Regions from separate parts of the Ovis aries genome. Here region 2 is linked to region 1. A link is a contact called in public Hi-C data. All regions are on one chromosome and are shown on one strand. Each heading gives the region's core, a stretch centred on a gene start, on an enhancer-like site or on the middle of the called end of the contact. The rest is flanking DNA. Distances are from core to core; before and after follow the strand shown.

The links. Hi-C and Micro-C count contacts between places; a contact is called where the count stands out from the background.
Region 2: a Hi-C map of hypothalamus shows a contact between it and region 1, with 3 times the contacts expected there. The contact joins the promoter of LY6G5C here to the promoter of NELFE in region 1. A contact is called at or near these places in 7 of 16 Hi-C or Micro-C datasets (hypothalamus, mesenteric adipose tissue, mixed tissues and 3 more).

The regions. Positions count from the first base shown.
Region 1 is chr20:26,479,919-26,483,373 of ARS-UI_Ramb_v3.0, reverse strand. NELFE (negative elongation factor complex member E) reads right to left here and starts at 2,143. Exons shown (of 10, transcript XM_012100918.5): 1 at 2,076-2,143; 2 at 1,558-1,640; 3 at 159-228; 4 at 1-68. The coding sequence starts at 1,632. It overlaps LOC101114145 (superkiller complex protein 2), which reads left to right and starts at 2,318. Exons shown (of 28, transcript XM_042237100.2): 1 at 2,318-2,377; 2 at 2,455-2,558; 3 at 3,315-3,424. The coding sequence starts at 2,356.
Region 2 is chr20:26,703,671-26,707,244 of ARS-UI_Ramb_v3.0, reverse strand. LY6G5C (lymphocyte antigen 6 family member G5C) reads right to left here and starts at 1,947. Exons shown (of 3, transcript XM_027958559.2): 1 at 1,932-1,947; 2 at 686-853. The coding sequence starts at 1,947.

The DNA of each region.
Region 1 (3,455 bases), core at 894-3,393:
TGACTTCACCAGCTGCTTTGCCTGCTCTGTTGCCGTGGCTGTGTCCACCACAGGCTGCTCTGACAGTGCTGAAGTGGAAAGGGAAAGAGTTATTATGCTGGTCAGAGGTCAGCCGGTATGCTTGCTTCCAGCCTATCCCTGCCTCCCCCGTCACTCACAGCGTTTGACGCCGCCTTGGCTGGCTGTGCTGCTGCTACTTTGCTTCTTCAGAGCCAGCAATGCCTTTTTCTGGGAACAAGAGTGAGAAGAGAGGGATTGATGAGGGCCAATCCCTGGCCAGGTCTTCTCCCAAGGCCCTTGGGCGCATCACTCCGGGGATGCCTTTCTGAGAGAAAATAATGCAAATGGTGCCCCTGGAGTGGTACACTGCAGCTGTCTTGCCTCTCACATATAGTCCCTCAGATCACATACACCAGCCACACCTACTCTGTCTAAACCATAGTATCCAGAGGCTTTGCAGAGTCTCATATTTTTCAAGTTGAAAACAAGGAACTCAACCACAGACCATGGTCCCTGGATACACATTGCAGTTTAGTATAAGCCTCCATGCCTTCATAGGGGCTTCATCCATCTACCCTTACGTGTTTAATAAGAACACACCAATGCTTTGAAACAGATTTGCAAAAGAAACACAGATCCTCCTCTTGAGCTCACAGGCTGAGAAAGAAGATGACCAGACTGAATTGTCAAGACTGATAAGTGCAGAATGGAGCTGAAAGCAAATAAGATTTTTCTGATGCAAATGGTTATTAAACCGGGCCCTGAGTAGGATCTACATAACGTAGGCTGAGAGGAAAAGGCATTTTAGACAAAGAAAACAGGGTGGCAGAGATGCAAAGATAAGAAGGTTTTGAGAATACATGCTTTGGGACCAAGGAATAGTTCTATAGGAAGAAAGGCCAGATTAAAGCTTTTTATAGGCAATGCGAAACCACTGTGTTTTGAAAAAAGAAGGGCAGTGTTTAGTGTTTTCAATGCACCGTTTAACAGGAGTGAAAAAGTCTGTCCAAGAGAAGAAACTTGCTGAGAGCCCATTACAACAGTCAAAGTGAGCATCAGGAAAGACCTGATCTAGGGAATACATAGGAAAAAGAAAACAGAAGAAATTACTTTAAAAGAAAAATGAAGACTTGGCAAACGTTTGGCTACACAAATGGTGCAGGAGACAGAGGTGAGATATTCATCTCAAACAAATCGAAGAAGTGAATGCAGACAGTCCTATTTGGAAGACCAAGTTTAGTACAGACAAGAGGACAGCTTCAGTTGTTATCAGTAAGACACTAGACGGCATTGGAAAAACCAAGCTTGGGATCACCAGTTCTTAGGTGGTACTAAAAGCCATGGGAAAGGAAGACAACTCCATGGCAGACCACACAGAAAAGAGAGAAAAGAAAGTACACACTTGGGAAAGTCCATCTCTGAAGTTACACTGAGAGATGACAGGCGTCCAGGTATTAGCTAGAGGAATCCCCACCCCCCATCCCCTCACACTCACCCCAGGTGTTCTCAGTGTAGAGTCTTTGAAAGTTTGGGCCATGCCCACACACACTCCCTCACCTTTTTCTTGAGTTTGTTGAATTTCTTCTGCAGAGCCTCCTCCTCCTCGCTCAGTCCGGGGGGTATCACCAACATGGTGGCTCCTGGTTCGGGGGCAGGGCCCAAGACATCTTTCTCCACTGTCACCGCCCAGAGTTCACACGCCGTCCACACTGCTCCCGATCCCCCCCCTTCAGGCCTGCCTACTCCTATCTTCTACCTCTCCCTACCCCTTGCTTAACCAGGCTGCCGTCCAAAGCCCACCTCGTCGGGATCAACCAGCATTCCCTTCTGTCTTCAGGAATCACGGATACCAGCGCCTTGGGGCACCATGTGGCCCAGGAAGCGATAAATACCCGCTCCGTGGCCAAGACGATGGCACCAGACCCCCCTATCTCGCTGGAGTTGGTATGGAATTGCGGGGTCCGAAAAGCAGAGGAAGCAGTGGAACCCGCGCAGCGCTCTCAGAGCAACGAAAGGGGCAAGAAGACAGAAGGAGCTCGGAAAAAGGGGGGCGAAGGCTGAGGAGACGGCCTTACCTGAGGGGGCGGCAACCGGGGCCCCACGGTCTCGGGCGGCGCCCGCGCGGGCAGCGGATCCCGGGCTCAGAGCGATGACGTAGCGAGGGGCGGAGAACGCGGTAACCAAGGCGGCCCGCGCCGCACACACTTCCGCCCGGCCTCCCACCAGTTTGGGTCAGCCCCTAAGTAGCTCTTATCCCGCCCCTAGGCCCATTTGTGCCGGAAGTCGCTTCTACTTCCGCCGGTTCCGGCTCCTCCTTACGTTTCCCGGCTGCCCGGCTGCTGCCGTGGCTCCAGGATGATGGAGACGGAGCGACTCGGTGAGGGGGAGGGGGTGGAAAGACGGAGGAGACAGTGAATGACCCTTAACTCCTGACCTGTGACCTTTCCTCCGTAGTGCTACCTCCCCCAGATCCCCTGGACCTGCCCCTTCGGGCCGTAGAGCTGGGATGCACTGGGCGCTGGGAGTTGCTGAATGTGCCTGGGGCTCCAGAGAGCACCGTGAGTGCCGATTCACCCTAACCTTGACCCTGTTGAGCTTGAAACCTCCTTCACCCTCCCAGTAGGATGTAAGCTGACTCAGCTGTCCTGTCTCTGGATACTTGTCATCCGAGCCTAGACTGGTGCTGGACAGACTCCAACCCAATGGACCTGCAGTGGGTCAGAGCCCATAAGACGATAGAGCAGGGAACCCCGAGGAAACTTTAGTTCTGAGAACTGCTCTTTCAAACTGCTGTTTTCTCCCTGGAGTCCTGTTCTGTCTCCAAGCACCAGGGCTCTTGGTGACTGAGATGCTAGCCTTTGAACACCACCTGGCTCTTCATCCTTAGGCCTGGGGCCCCGTTTTCCTAAAACTAGAAATTCTCAAATATCAGTGTGCCTGATGATTAGTGGAAAATCTCACGGACAGAGGAGCCTGGCGGGCCACAATCCGTGGGTTGGAACACAACTGAGTGCGCGCACGCACACACACACACACACACACACACACACACACACAATTGATGGGGGAGCTTTTGAAAAATCCTAGTTCTTAGGTCCATAGATTCAGAAATCCAAAATCTGTATTGTTAATCAGAACCCTAGGTAATTCGGTTGCAGACCGTTTGTTCTGTAAAACAGAACAGCCTTTGGAAAATAGTGCTTCAGCCTGATTGTCCTAGTCTGGGACGTCTGTCATATCTGATCTAAATACAAGTCGCGTCACCTTCTCTTTTGTGTCTTACTCTCTTCCCTTACCTCGTGCCTTTGTTCCAGCTTCCCCACGGCCTCCCTCCCTGTGCCCCAGATCTGCAGCAGGAAGCAGAGCAGTTGTTCTTGTCATCTCCCACCTGGCTGCCTCTGCATGGTGTGGAGCACTCAGCCCGGTGAGGGGTCTAGAAGGGCCTGGGCTTGGCA
Region 2 (3,574 bases), core at 698-3,197, 220 kb before region 1:
CTGGGGAAGTTTCCCATGGAAGGTTGGTGGGAAAGAGCCATTCCAAACAGTGACAGGGACTTCCCTGGTGGTCCAGTGGCCAGGACTCTGAGATCTTAATGCAGGGGCCCCAGGTTTGATCCCTGGTCAGGGAACTAGATCCTGCATGCTGCAACCAAAAGATCCCACTAAGCAACTAAGATCCAATGAAGCAACTAGGATCCCATGAAGCAACTAAGACCTGGTGCATCTTTAAATAAATGTGTGTGTGTTTTTTTTAATTCCTCTGGGAAGGTAAAGAGGAGGACAGCAAAAGACCAAACTCTGGTGAACATGAGCTGTTAAGGCTCCAGAAGAAAAAGGCAAGACTCAGTGAAGGAGGCTAAGAAGACACAATGGAAGATGTAGCAGAAGAATGGTGCTGGCAGGAACTACCGCTGACAGATGGGGAGAAGGCAGCCCGAGGAAAGGCCAGTGGATCTGGTGAACTCCAGGCCTGCGAGGCTGGGTGTTATGAGGGTGAGCCAAGAAGGGAAGAGGAATGGAAGTAGCGATGTGGAGTAGCTCTAAAGGAAAGGAGAGAGAGAGGGAGTGATAGAACAGTATCTTAGAGTTGTGGGAACCAGTTGGGGTGCCGCTTAGAAGGCTGGTAGAGACTCAGTTCAGGAATGGACTGGACCCAAGATGAAAGGAAGAGGCAGCTTACTGTTCTTTATGATCAGAGTCATGCAACTGCTGCCCTTTGGGACAAGGCAGGTGTCAGATCCCAGAAGGCATCCCAACTCCTTGGTCTCAAAGAGGCATCGATAGCAGCTTAGGTATTTGTTGAAATATTTCTGTTTAATGGGTTCTTGATCATATATCTCAGACTGACCTGGAACACAGAGAAACACTGACCCCAAACCCACCTAATTCCCAGACTGATCAACCCCATTGTTCCCTCCTACCTCCCTATTCAGAAAACCATAAAATGACTAATTCTTGAAAACCATCAGGCTTAATCTAACATCAGAAGCTTTAGTTCTCATAAAAAATTTTCTACTCTCTACTCTCATACCTCCTGAAATGAGGAACTCATTCATTTAACATGCATTTGAGGGGCTAACATGCTTAGCACTCTACAAACCTCTAAATTTAAAGGTTAGGCCAAGGCAGTTCATTCCAACTTTTGGCAGCCCTGTTAAGACAGTGCTTCCTCTGTGACTTGGTTTCACTGTCCTTCACCCAACCCCCAGATTCTCTTTTGAATATGCTTTCTTAATCTGTAATGTTCAGAGTGTGAAAACCTCAGAGTGTATCATCACAGGACAGGAAGAATTTCTCCTTTCTGTAGCCAAGAGACTAAAGCCCAGGGCCACATTGTTTGTTTGGTTGTCCTTTCACTGAACAGACTCATGAAACGTTGCCCACCAAAGCCCTCCCCAACTACACCATATTCATTTCCCTCCTCCTCTGGTCCTGGGCGCAGATCACATGTTATTGAGCCCCCAAAACCCGCTTTCAGACTCAGCAGAGCACTTGGTATGAGGCAGATGCTGAGCAAACACTTTGGATCTGGTTTCTGTGTAGATGGTGCTTTGCAGCCAAGTGGAGTTATCAGGCTGAACTTAGCCTTGTTCTATGCTGTGTATCCTGAGGCTGTCATCTGGCACGTTCCCCCAACCCTCCCCATCCTGTATTGCCCTCAGATTCGAAGAGATTCCCCTTAGTATCTCCATTCAGGTTATTGCCGTTGAGTGAGACAGCCTTGGGGTAGTCACCAGAAATCTCCCTCAGAGCGAATATCAGTTTGTTATCAGTCCCCGAGCATTATCCCACCAAGCCCACCCATCCCATTTTCCTCCTGCCTGGTTTTACCTGAATATTCTTGGTACATGTATGCAGATACTTGGTATCAGGGTTTCTGTATCCGGCAGGTTAGGAAACCCTTCTGACCCCATTGAACCACTTACCAAACACCAAGCTCATCGTGACCAGCACTATTAAGAGGACTATTAAGAGGGTTTGATTCTGGCTACCTGCATGGCCTTCCATAACATACATGACTGCCCACCAGCCTCCAGTTTGGCCTTATATTGGCCAAAGAGAAGTGGGCAAAGAGGAAGGGGGGAGGCAACATCCTTTTGGAGTGGAAATCAATCCTAGACTCTACAGCCAAGGGACAGAGTGTCCTCACCCACGGCCCTAACATCCTGGTTTGGAAACAAGGATGGGGAGAATCAGGGAAGGAGAGGGGAAACTTCTTTCATATTAATTCAACAGACATTCGTTCGATCACTGCATCAGGTATTGGGGATACAATACCGCACTAAGTCCCTACCCTCACAGAGCACAATCTAGAGTGGGAGACAAGTCAACAATGAGGGGGGAAGGGGAAGAGTGTTTCTGGGGGAACTTGGGCAGTAAACCACTGACAAAGAGATTTCAGCAGAAGAGTGCAAGATCAGATTTCTGTTTGTAAAAGATTTCTGAGGCAGGGAAACCAGTTAGGAAGCTATTCCTGAGTCCAGTCACAAGATGGCGGCCTGGTCTAGCAGAAGAGAGGGAAGCCGACAAGTGAATGACTCTGAGCAGCATTTAGAAGGAAGACCAGACAGATTTGGACTTAGACTGAATGTGAGGTGAGGAAGGGGGAATAGGCTTGCAAAAGGGGATGACTGTGATACCATTTTTCACGATGGGGAAGACGTGTCAGAAATCCAAAAGCGAGGACACTTGAGTCGTGAGTGACCCCACTCAGTCCAGTAGGGGTTCCAGAAAACCAGAGCCTTTCCATACACCGCCCCCTCGCCCCGCACCCCCTGCTTTTCCGGTCCTGCCTCAGCTCAACCGCAGGTCAGTGGGTCTGATCTCCGGTGCCCACCGGCTCTGGAGCTGTGAGCTCGCTCTCCGTGCCTGGCTGCACCTCAGAGCTTTTGGGAAGACGCGAGGGCGGCCCCCAGCCCAAGCTCAGCTCTTGGCCAGGCGGCTGGAGAGAAACCTGAGAAGGTCGCGCCTTCGTAGGGACCCAGGCATCCTGCCCTGAGGGTGTGTGTGTGTGTGTACTTAGTCGCTCAGGGGTGTGTGTGTGAGTACTTAGTCGCTCAGTCGTGTCCGACTCCCAGGCTCCTTAGTCGCTCAGTCGTGTCCGACTCCCAGGCTCCTCTGTCTATGGGGATTCTCCAAGCAAGAATATTGAAGTGGGTTGCCATGCCCTCCTCCAGGGGATCTTCCCAACCCAGGGATCGAACCCAGGTCTTCGCGCACTGCAGGCGAATTCTTTACCGCCTGGGCCACCAGGGAAACCTGCCCTGGTGGATCACCTAAAGTACTATGCGGCTTCCCCAGAAGGTGGCACTTTGGTGCCAACATCCCTCCCACACCCGGATGCTGCTCCAGGTGCCCCATACACTTCCTCCCTTCCTCCGCCGGGGGGTCTCCTGGGCCCACCTCGCCTGCTCCGTCGGAATCTGGCCAGATCAGTCTCTGTGAGAGACTCAGGTTTTTAGCTTTAAGGGTCGGATGGGCTACGGAAAGTCCTAGGCTTCCAGGAACACTCCACCTTCACCAGCTTCTGGTCTGAAGGTTTGGGGCCGGGCCCAGCCCGAGGATTCCC